2 separate regions of the Mus musculus genome follow, and region 1 is linked to region 2. The links are chromatin contacts, called in public HiChIP or PLAC-seq maps. All regions are on one chromosome and are shown on one strand. The core of a region is the stretch at or near the end of the contact, and the rest is flanking DNA. Distances in the headings are between cores, read along the strand shown. Region 1 overlaps Itga9 (integrin alpha 9). Region 2 holds the start of Itga9 (integrin alpha 9).

Region 1 (4,800 bases), core at 1,733-4,232, 190 kb after region 2:
TCTCCTGGATATGCAGAAGTCTTTTGTAGAACTCTGAATTTCAGAAAGAAATATAATCCAGTTGACTTATGGGTTATGGTGGGACGTTGCATGTGGGCTTTTTATTTGTCTTAGAAATGGAGGGGTGTGGTAGGGGAGGCTCCTTCAGGTAAGTTCACGGGACTTGGATTGTAGGATTGCCTCCTGGTGCTTATTCCCAGGGACTTTGGGACTGTCCAGATCCACAGGATACAGGAAAAGGACCACCCTTGTGGGAGATGCTGCTGCCATGGGAGGGAGCACAGGTGCCCACTACTGGGAACCATCAGCTTTGCCCGGAGCCTCAGACATTTTCTTCAGAAAACTTTCTATCGTGATGAGGTTTGAACAAGGAGGCAATGGCACTGTCTCCATTAGTAGCTATTTTTCTTCAAGGGGGAAAAAGAACAAATTTTAAAAAGGTTTTTTTTTTTTTGAATATTTTTCCTCTAGTATGGAAACATGCAAACCATCTGACCTCCTAAACCAAAAGCGAGAGACTTCTCAGTTGTATTCCTCTTGCTCCCAGGGTTCAGGAAGAGTGGGGCTTGTTAAAGCAGGGGTGCTTAAATTGGGGTAAAGAGGGCCAGCTCTAATTGCTGACTCCTTGTAGTTACACACGCCTTTTAGAAATTCCTTCTCGACCAGCGGTGGTGGCTCACGCCTTTAATCCCAGTGCTCAGGAGACAGAGGCAGGCAGATCTCTGTGGGTTGGAGGCCAGCCTTGTCTAGAGTGAGTTACAGGACAGCCAGGCCTGCTTGAGAATTCCTGTTGGGGGTGGGGAGAAAAGAAAAAAGAGTCCCCTCCCCCTCATCTTTCTTCCCAGCATCCATGGCTGGGCACGCCCTCCCCACCTCCTCTCCCTCCATTGGGCACGCCCTCCCCACCTCCTCTCCTTCCATTGGGCGCGCCCTCCCCACCTCCTCTCCCTCCATTGGGCACGCCCTCCCCACCTCCTCTCCTTCCATTGGGCGCGCCCTCCCCACCTCCTCTCCCTCCATTGGGCGCGCCCTCCCCACCTCCTCTCCTTCCATTGGGCACGCCCTCCCCACCTCCTCTCCCTCCATCACAGCCTCGCCTCCTCCAAACAGTCTTCACGGTCACTTCCCACGGAGCAGGCGCCTCCTTAGTCTGAGCCCCATGCCCTGTTGTGATCCACGCTGGAATTCCTAGCGTCTGTGAGCTGAGACAGGAAAATAATCGCATCTTGGTTTTCATTGACATCAAAGAGAAAGTTAGTATTTTATCCAAATGTGGCTGCGGCACCCTCGACAGTGACGTGAGCAGGAATTGGAACCTTGTCACACACAGAAAGGACTGGTGTCCTGAGATAATACTGTAGATATTTTGAAACGCCGTTTGTCCCTACCTGAGAGTTGTGGTTGTCAAATCCATTCCCACATCTTATCATTTACTGTGTTATTTTAGGAAGCATAATGGGGCTAGATCACACATTTGTTCAATATGGTTTATCATGTTTTTTTTTTTTTTTTTTTTTTTGCATGCTTGACTTCATTATCCTACTTTGAGTTTCATGGTTATTTTAAGAAGGGTCCTTTTGGGTCACTACACTGCCAACAGGATGTAGCAGCACAAAACCAGGTTAGAAATGTGTCCTAGACATTTTCCCTGCACATGGGTAAATATTTGACGTGAGAAAAGCACATTCAGGGTAGCTGGGAGGCAGCCACAGTATTGTAATATCTAGAACCGGGTCTTCTCTGGAAGGTTCAGTCATTTCTTAGTAATGTATAGCCAAACTTAAAAGCCACAGTACTTCCCCGGTGGCTCCCAGCAACACCTATGGTGACATCTATACTCATTTTTGGTTTTCATTAAGGACACAGGGAATTCCACCAGAGCGCCTGTGGGCTCAAAGAGGAGAGAATTGCTATGGTGGCACGTAAGGGCAGCCACACTGTGGACATGTGGTGGGGCCACCTGTGTGGCTAGAGTTGCCTAGCATGTACCTGTCACACTGCAGAGCCTCGGGGACCCAGAGACCAGGGGGGAGGAAAGAGCTTGTGGCTCAAGCTCCCATGTGGCTGCCTCACCTCACAGCAGGAAAGACATACAATTAGGGAAGCTTGTCATTCATTTTAGCCTGTTGTGATTGACGTCACCCATCGGTGATATCATTGTGCCCTGAGAGAGTTACTTGTCAAAGGCATCATGGTCTTTTTTAGTCATCAGGCAACATGCTTATCCAAGCAGTGCAAGTGTGTCTGACAGTGTGGCGTGGCTATGAGCCTTTGACTGAGACAGGCATCCTACATGGGCCCCTCCTCCCTCAAGGCAGGAGTCCTCCAAACAGCCAAATCTTGAGAACTCCCCTGCCTCTGACCCATCCCCCCACCAAAGCATTCAGTCCTTAATCCAGTGGTTACAGGGAGTGAACCTGATTCATCCCAGATGTCCCAAGACTTCATGATTACAGTAACTCCTAAGGTAAAAGCTGAGGAGCTCTGAACTTCTGTTATCAGGGAACCAGTATTGCTTTCAGCAGTTATACAGATGGGACAAGAAGCTCTTGAGCCATTTAGAGGGACCAGGAGACAGGGTTGGGGGTGGGTTGCCTCCTCTGGCTTGCTGTGTTTCCTCGATAGAAGAAACAAGGTTGTTGGAGCAAGTCCTGGCTTGACCATTACTGAGTAGCCGAATGAGCTGGTGCTAGGGCAGAGTCCTCAGGGATGTGAGCACATTACAGTAATGTGGACAGGCTGTCCTTCTCTGTCCCTTTCATGTCTCCTCAGTTAATGCCTTTACTTTCACTATTCAGACATAATACTGGAACAGATGGGTTTAATATGAGGAAGGGAAAAAGTATTTCTACCTTGGTATAAATGGACTTTCAGCTCAGATATTCAGTCTTAGGAGCCATCTTCCTGACACACTGCCAAGGATCAGTGAGATGCCTTACAGAGCCCTCGATTCCAGCTGGAGCTAATTACCATGAGGGTCCATTCCACGAGACTGGAAAGGATTAACAGAGCATGGCCAGATGCATAGCCCAGCCCATTCTGTGCAGCATAGCCCACGGCTGGAGAAAGTTCGAATTTACATATGTACATGGTATAGTCTATTTAATGATAGTGGTTTGGGTTTATGCATTGTTGAGGATATAAAAGTCATAAATATGGCCAGGTAGTGGTCTTTAAAGGCGCATGCCTTTAGTCCCAGCACTTAAGATGCAGAGGCAGGCGAATCTCTGAGTTCAAGGCTAGCCTGATCTACAGAGTGAGTTCTAGGACAGCCAGAACTTCACAGAGAAACCCTGTCTCAAAACAAGAAAAACAAATTCATAAGTATGAAAGCTGTATTCATCCTCCATTATCTTTAAAGTATATGTCTCAGAAACTAGTAGAAAATGCCTGAAACTATAATAAAATAAGGTTTAAAATAAAATTTAAACCTTATAAATCATATATATATATACACATATATATGAATGATGTATTAGAGTGACCTACAGGTTATGGTCCAACTATTCCAACAGTGGCTATATCCCAATAGAAAGTCCAAGAATCCAATATTTGTTCAGTCCACAAGTCCATATGTCTCAGCTGGTCTTGTCTTCAGTATATGCCAGAGTCTTGAACAAGAATGCTCTAATGTCAGTGAAGGTCAGTGAGAGAGGTGGCACACAAAGACCAAAGGCTTCCTTCCTCCTGGCCCTTTATAGGCATGGCCCAGATCTAAGGTGGGTCTTCCTACCTCAAAAAAATCTGGATTTAGGGTGTGTCTTCCCGCCTTAAATTATTCAATCAAGAAAAATCCTTCACAGGTGTACCCAGATGTTTTGATTTTAGATTTTAGTCCAGATGTAGTCAAGTTGACAACCACGAATAGCTGTCACATAAACCATGTTTTCTTTCTATATGCACAAGTTAGACAGGTAAATTACTAACAATAGACCAGAGTAACTATAATAATATGCTACAATAAAAACGTTATTATTATAGGATTAGTATTGATGTCCTATTTAAGGCTGTTTTATGTAGAACATGAAAATTGACACTTGAAGACACAGACTGACAGTGAAGCCCTGCCTCCCAGCCAGCAACATTGTGACTTGAATGTGAAGTGTCCCCCACAGGCCTAAATATTCGAATGCTCAGTCCCCAGCTGGTGCCAGTGCTGGGGAGATTATGGAACCTTTATAAAACCTTTAGGTGCGTAGCCTTGCACAGGGGCAGGCTTCAGGGATTATAGCTCTATCTTATTTCTGGTTGTTACTCTCTCAGCTCCCAGTGTGATCTCATGCTGGGACATAGAGACAGTCAGATCCCTGGAACTCAATGGCCAGGCAGATCAGCCAACTCAGTGAGTTCTAGGCCAGTTGGAGACCCTGTCTCAAAAAGCAAGGTAGATGGCTCCCGGGGAATGGATGACATCTAAGGTTGACCTCTGACTGCCATCCTACAAACACACGTACATGCACTACTTAAATATACAAACAAGAGAAGGGAACTATGATACCTGGGAGGTACCCTTGTGGAAGTCATCCATGGACCACAGAGGTTAAAGGTTATGTGTTATCCAGAGCCTGGGGCTCCTTCCAGAGGAGCCTGGATCCCTCTTTTTCAGAAGTAACAGGATTAACTAGTGTCTGCATCTTCCTAGTGACAGGTTTCCCCCCAGACAGAATCCTTGCTACCTAGATCCCTTTTCTCCCAGTCCTGAGTTTCTGGCCTTGTTCCTGATATCAGAAACTGCATCTCTTCCACCCATCAATGTTGCTTGGAATGGGTACCACCTCCCACTGCTACAACACCCTCATC
Region 2 (4,497 bases), core at 1,093-3,592:
GCCTGCATATGTGTATGGGCACAGCATGCATCTAGTGCCTGGGAAGGCCAGAAGAGGACATAGGATCTTCTGGGGCTGAAGTCACAGATGGTTGTGAACCAATATGTAGGCGCTGAGAGTCGAACTCAGGTCCTCTGCAAGAGTGGCAAAGGCTTTAACCTCTGAGCATGGTCTCCAGCTCCCAGTTCCTAACCTTTTAAAGTCTACCTTACCTCTTAAGAATTCACTAAAAATCTATAGCTCTTTCACTGAGGAACACACACACACACACACACACACACACACACACACACACACACTTTAACATATAACTTAAGGTACCATATTAATAAGCATTAAGATCAGTTTTATACAACATAAAATCACCTGGGGGGGGGAATCTCAACTAATTGTCTTCATCAGATTTGTCTGTGGGCATGGTTGTTAGCTGGTGAATGAGGGCTCCGACTGTGAGTGACACCAGTTCCTGAGCAGGTGACCTATGCCATATATAAAGCTAGCCGTGCATGGCGGGGGGGGGGGGTGAGGAGCAAGCCAGCGTGAAGAGCATAGTTCTTTCATGATTTCTCCCTCAGCTCTGGCATGGCTTCCTGCCCCATCTCTCTCCCGTGAGACTAACCTGTGAGCTGGGATACTTCCTTTCCTGCCCCGTCTCTCTCCCGTGAGACTAACCTGTAATGGCTTCCTGCCCCGTCTCTCTCCTGTGAGACTAACCTGTGAGCTGGGATACTTCCTTTCCTGCCCCAAGTTGCTCTGGATCAGAGTGTTGCTTTACAGCCCAGGAAGTAAACTAAGACAGGTGGATATAGCACTTATGCTGTGTAGTTTTGTATCAACATGGCACAAACTAAGGTCATTTGAGAGGAGGGAGCATTGCTTGTGAAAATGCTTCCCTCCACAAGATCTTAATTGGTGATTGATGAGGGAGGGCCCAGCCCAGTGTGGGTTGTGCCATTCCTAACTGTGATAGTCCTGGGTTCTACAAGAAAGCAGGCTGAGCAAACCATGGGGAACAAGCCAGTAAGCAGCACCCCTCCATGGCCCCTGCACCAGCTCCTGCCTCCAGATTCCTGCCCTGTTTTGAGTTCCTGTCCTGACTCCCTTCCATGATGAACAGTACAAGCTGAATCAACCCCTTCCTCTGAAACTTGCTTTTGGACATGGTGTTTCATTGCAGCAATACTGACCACAAGTAAGACAGCAGTAGTGCATCCGAGCTATGCAAATTACCTGACTGCAGTGGTTTAAGACAGCAACATTGATCATCTAACAATGCTGGACAGGTCATGGGTCTCGCTGGCCTGCGTTCCTGGAAGGGGTAGAGGAGAAGACATTTCTCTGTCCCCAGTTTTTGAAGCTGCCTGGCTTCTTTACCTCATGGACCCTTCCCTCCAGCTCCCAAGCTAGCGGTGATCTGGCTTCCTTTGTCACAGCCCTTCTGATGACAGCTGGAAGAGGCTCTTCACCTGTAAAGATCCCCGTGTTTAGACTGCTGGCGAGTGGATAACTCTGGAATGTGCACCCCCCCCCCACCCCACCTTGCCTACCCTAGGCTTTGACTGTTGTTGTAAGGATAAGCCTGATTAGAAAGAAAAAGATAAAGGCGTCGTGTGTGTTTAGTATGAATGAGACTTTGGAAGTGGAGAGGGTGGGAAGGGATGGGGAGGGGGTTGTGATTTTACCAGAGTAAAGAGTTAGTTCAACAATAACATTAAACTTGGAATAGTCAACTTCATAGAGTCAGGGATAAATGAAACTTGCCGGGGGCTGGACTGGGCTGGGCGTGCTTGTTAAATTTATGTATAATTTAATTTGCAAGATGAGCTATTGATGATCACATAACCAAAATGAGGTTATGACGTAAACTTTATGCAACGTATACTTCACCATAATCTCCCACATACAGGGGAGCACACCTGGCTGTATTGTATGTCTGCCAAGTTGGAAAGCGCTGGCCAGGTCAGGGAGTATGGAAGAACGCTCTGCTCTCTTCCACATGACTAATTCTTACAGCAACTGACTGGCGGTCTTGAGCGGTTGCCTCTGAAGAAGAGCTTCCAGATGGGCAGGGCCAGAATATTTACCCATCCTTGGCTCGGGTAGCTTTGGGTCTTTGTGTGTGAGAGAGAGACTTTCAGTGTAAGACAAAAGGAGAGAGACCCAGCCAGCTTGGACACAGCAGAGCCTAGGACATTGAGAGGATGCAGTTCACCGAGGTCCAGAACCTGGACCCGGGGGTGCGCCTGAGACCGCGTCCAGCAGGGGGCGCTGCGGACCCGTCCCGCCCGGGCCGCCCGGGCCGCCCACCCCGCGGGCGCGCCTCTCCGCAGTCCAGTGCCGCCCGGGCCCGGGACCCGCTCCTTCCGAGAGCGCAGACCTCTCGGCGGGCATCGAGAGGACGCGGGGCGCTGGCGGCCGTCCCTGGCCTTGCTCCGGCTCTCGCTGTAGCCCATCGCCGCGTCCCGGGCTTAGACTCGGAGCGTACGGCTCCCGCCCCGGGCAGCGGCGTGTCCCGGGAGCCCCGATCGCGGGGCAGGGCGCAGGGCGGCGGCCGGCTGGGGATGGGCGGCCCGGCTGCGGCGCGGACCGGCGCCGGAGGGCTCCGCGCGCTGCTGCTGGCGCTGGTGGCCGCGGGGGTCCCGGCCGGCGCCTACAACCTGGACGCGCAGCGCCCGGTACGCTTCCAGGGCCCCTCAGGCTCCTTCTTCGGCTACGCGGTGCTGGAGCACTTCCACGACAACACGCGCTGGTAAGTGTCTCCCGCGGATCCTCGACCCTGGCGTGGGCACCCCGTGGTCCCCCAAGTTGGCCGCCGCCTTTCCGGCCTCTTCCACTCCACCTCCCGCGGGGCCGATTTAAATGTCCGGGCGGCCACGCTGACATCCTGGCCTGCTCTCCGAGGCCCGGGGCGTCCCTGGGGTCCCTGTCCTCCCTGGGCAGTCAGACGCAGCTTCGCTCTCGCCAAAGCAAAGTTACTTGGCTGTCTGCCTTCCAGGGGCCACCGCGGGCTGGCCATCTGCCCCAGATCCCCGGGGGGCCCCTAGGAGGCCAGGCTGCTCTTGGGGACCACTTCATGTAACTCTAGGGCAGCAGCATGCAGGAAGCAGAGAAACAAGGGGTGTGGTGGGAGTGGGTCCTGGTGGCTTAGGAATCTCCAGAAGAGGTACCCAGGGGCCCCACAAAGTTCTGAGAGGATCTGGGATGCAGAGAGGACCCCCAAGGAGCAGACTGTGTGGCTGGTGGGCAGCCTGGAGCTCTCCCACGTGTCTAGAGACAAGATTTAGGAAGCTGAAGTTTTTAATCAAGGGGTACAGTTTTGAACCAGCGAGATGGGTGGGCCTGCAGAAAAGAATAAGTCTCTCCCTCATTAAGCATCAATAGTGAAGTTAACTGACCCCACAGCAGGAGCGCTTAGAGAAGGCGGATAGACCACTTCCTTGGAATGAACGAGCCACACCATGCACCACGCCCACCTATTCAAGGCAGCTAGAGTTCAGTAGCTCCCCAGCCTCATTTTAGATGATGTTACTGTGGACCCAGGAGATGGCTGGTTCACGTTGAGGGTGCTATCCCGTGAGCGAGCATCTTTAGAAGCAGCAGGCCGGGAGATGGAGACTGGCAGTGTGTGTGCTTGGACATGTAACTTACTGGGAGTCTCTGCTCGGAATTGGACAGGGGCCGAGGCAATCGGGGGCTTGTGGATGCGGGTCTTTCAGAACCCTGGAGAAAGAGAACTTTGTGACTGGCTTTATTAACACTTTCGTGTATTTAGGAGAGCGGCCTCCAAGAGAACCAGCTTTCAAAGTCCTTGTGTGTAGCTCTCCTCTGCATCCCTTCCTGACATTGATTCTAGTCACAGTTACCAGCCAAGGCTGCTTCCTGCAGTTGCCAAACCCTTCCTTTTCAGACAGCAGGGCAGAACACTTTCCTATGTTCCAAAGGCTCCAGGTCTGCCATGGGCTCTGGGCTTGGTACAGATAGATTATGGCTGAATAGAAAGAGTTTGTAGAGCTGGGTGTGGTGGCGCACGCCTTTAATCCCAACACTTGGGAGGCAGAGGCAGGTGGATTTCTGAGTTCGAAGCCAGCCTGGTCTACAGAGTGAGTTCCAGGACAGCCAGGCTACACAGAGAAACCCTGTCTCAAAAAACCAAAAAAAAAAAAAAAAAAAAAAAAAAAAAAGAGTTTGTAGAATACACCCAGAACCCCACACAGTGTGATCCCGGCACAAAGCACATGGGAGGAACTTTCAGAAATTGAATGGCTGTTCTGGGTGGGGGGCTACTAATGAAAGGGCAGGCAGCTGTGGGAGCCAGTGGGAACTGCTGGCTATGGCTGGCCTCTGTGCCCTGCAACAATCTGGTTCCAGGGACAGGAGCCAGGCTTCTGTCACCTGGGTTTGGATGAACCCCAGGTCACAGCCTCTCTGTCTGTTGTTAACTATATAGGAGCAGAGACGAGGTGCTCAGCTTGCTTTGTTATGCACGAGGTTGTGAAC

Evidence for each region. HiChIP or PLAC-seq counts read pairs in DNA pulled down with a chosen protein or histone mark.
Region 1: an H3K4me3 HiChIP or PLAC-seq map of embryonic limb bud shows a contact between it and region 2, with 6 times the contacts expected there. The contact joins the enhancer-like site here to the promoter of Itga9 in region 2. A contact is called at or near these places in 12 of 39 promoter capture datasets (the 3T3-L1 cell line, the HPC-7 cell line, HPC-7-derived erythroid cells and 7 more), 2 of 15 datasets of contacts at CTCF or cohesin (large pre-B cells and pro-B cells), 12 of 484 Hi-C or Micro-C datasets (CD8 T cells, Kupffer cells, the Patski cell line and 6 more), 19 of 115 datasets of contacts at active chromatin or transcription factors (astrocytes, bone marrow-derived macrophages, cardiomyocytes and 13 more) and 4 of 9 other capture datasets (adipose tissue, embryonic stem cells, liver and 1 more).

What each region holds. Positions count from the first base shown.
Region 1 is chr9:118,792,524-118,797,323 of GRCm38.p6, forward strand. All of the region lies in intron 17 of Itga9 (integrin alpha 9), which reads left to right. Among named protein-coding and RNA genes, the nearest start is that of Gm39454, 56 kb to the right of the region's middle. Within about 2 kb of position 2,983, at least 16 of the 459 cell types and tissues checked have an H3K27ac peak or open chromatin away from gene starts, as enhancers often do. A contact at or near this core is called in craniofacial prominence and embryonic limb bud, where this site is marked.
Region 2 is chr9:118,604,367-118,608,863 of GRCm38.p6, forward strand. Itga9 (integrin alpha 9) reads left to right here and starts at 2,343. Exons shown (of 28, transcript NM_133721.2): 1 at 2,343-2,749. The coding sequence starts at 2,562.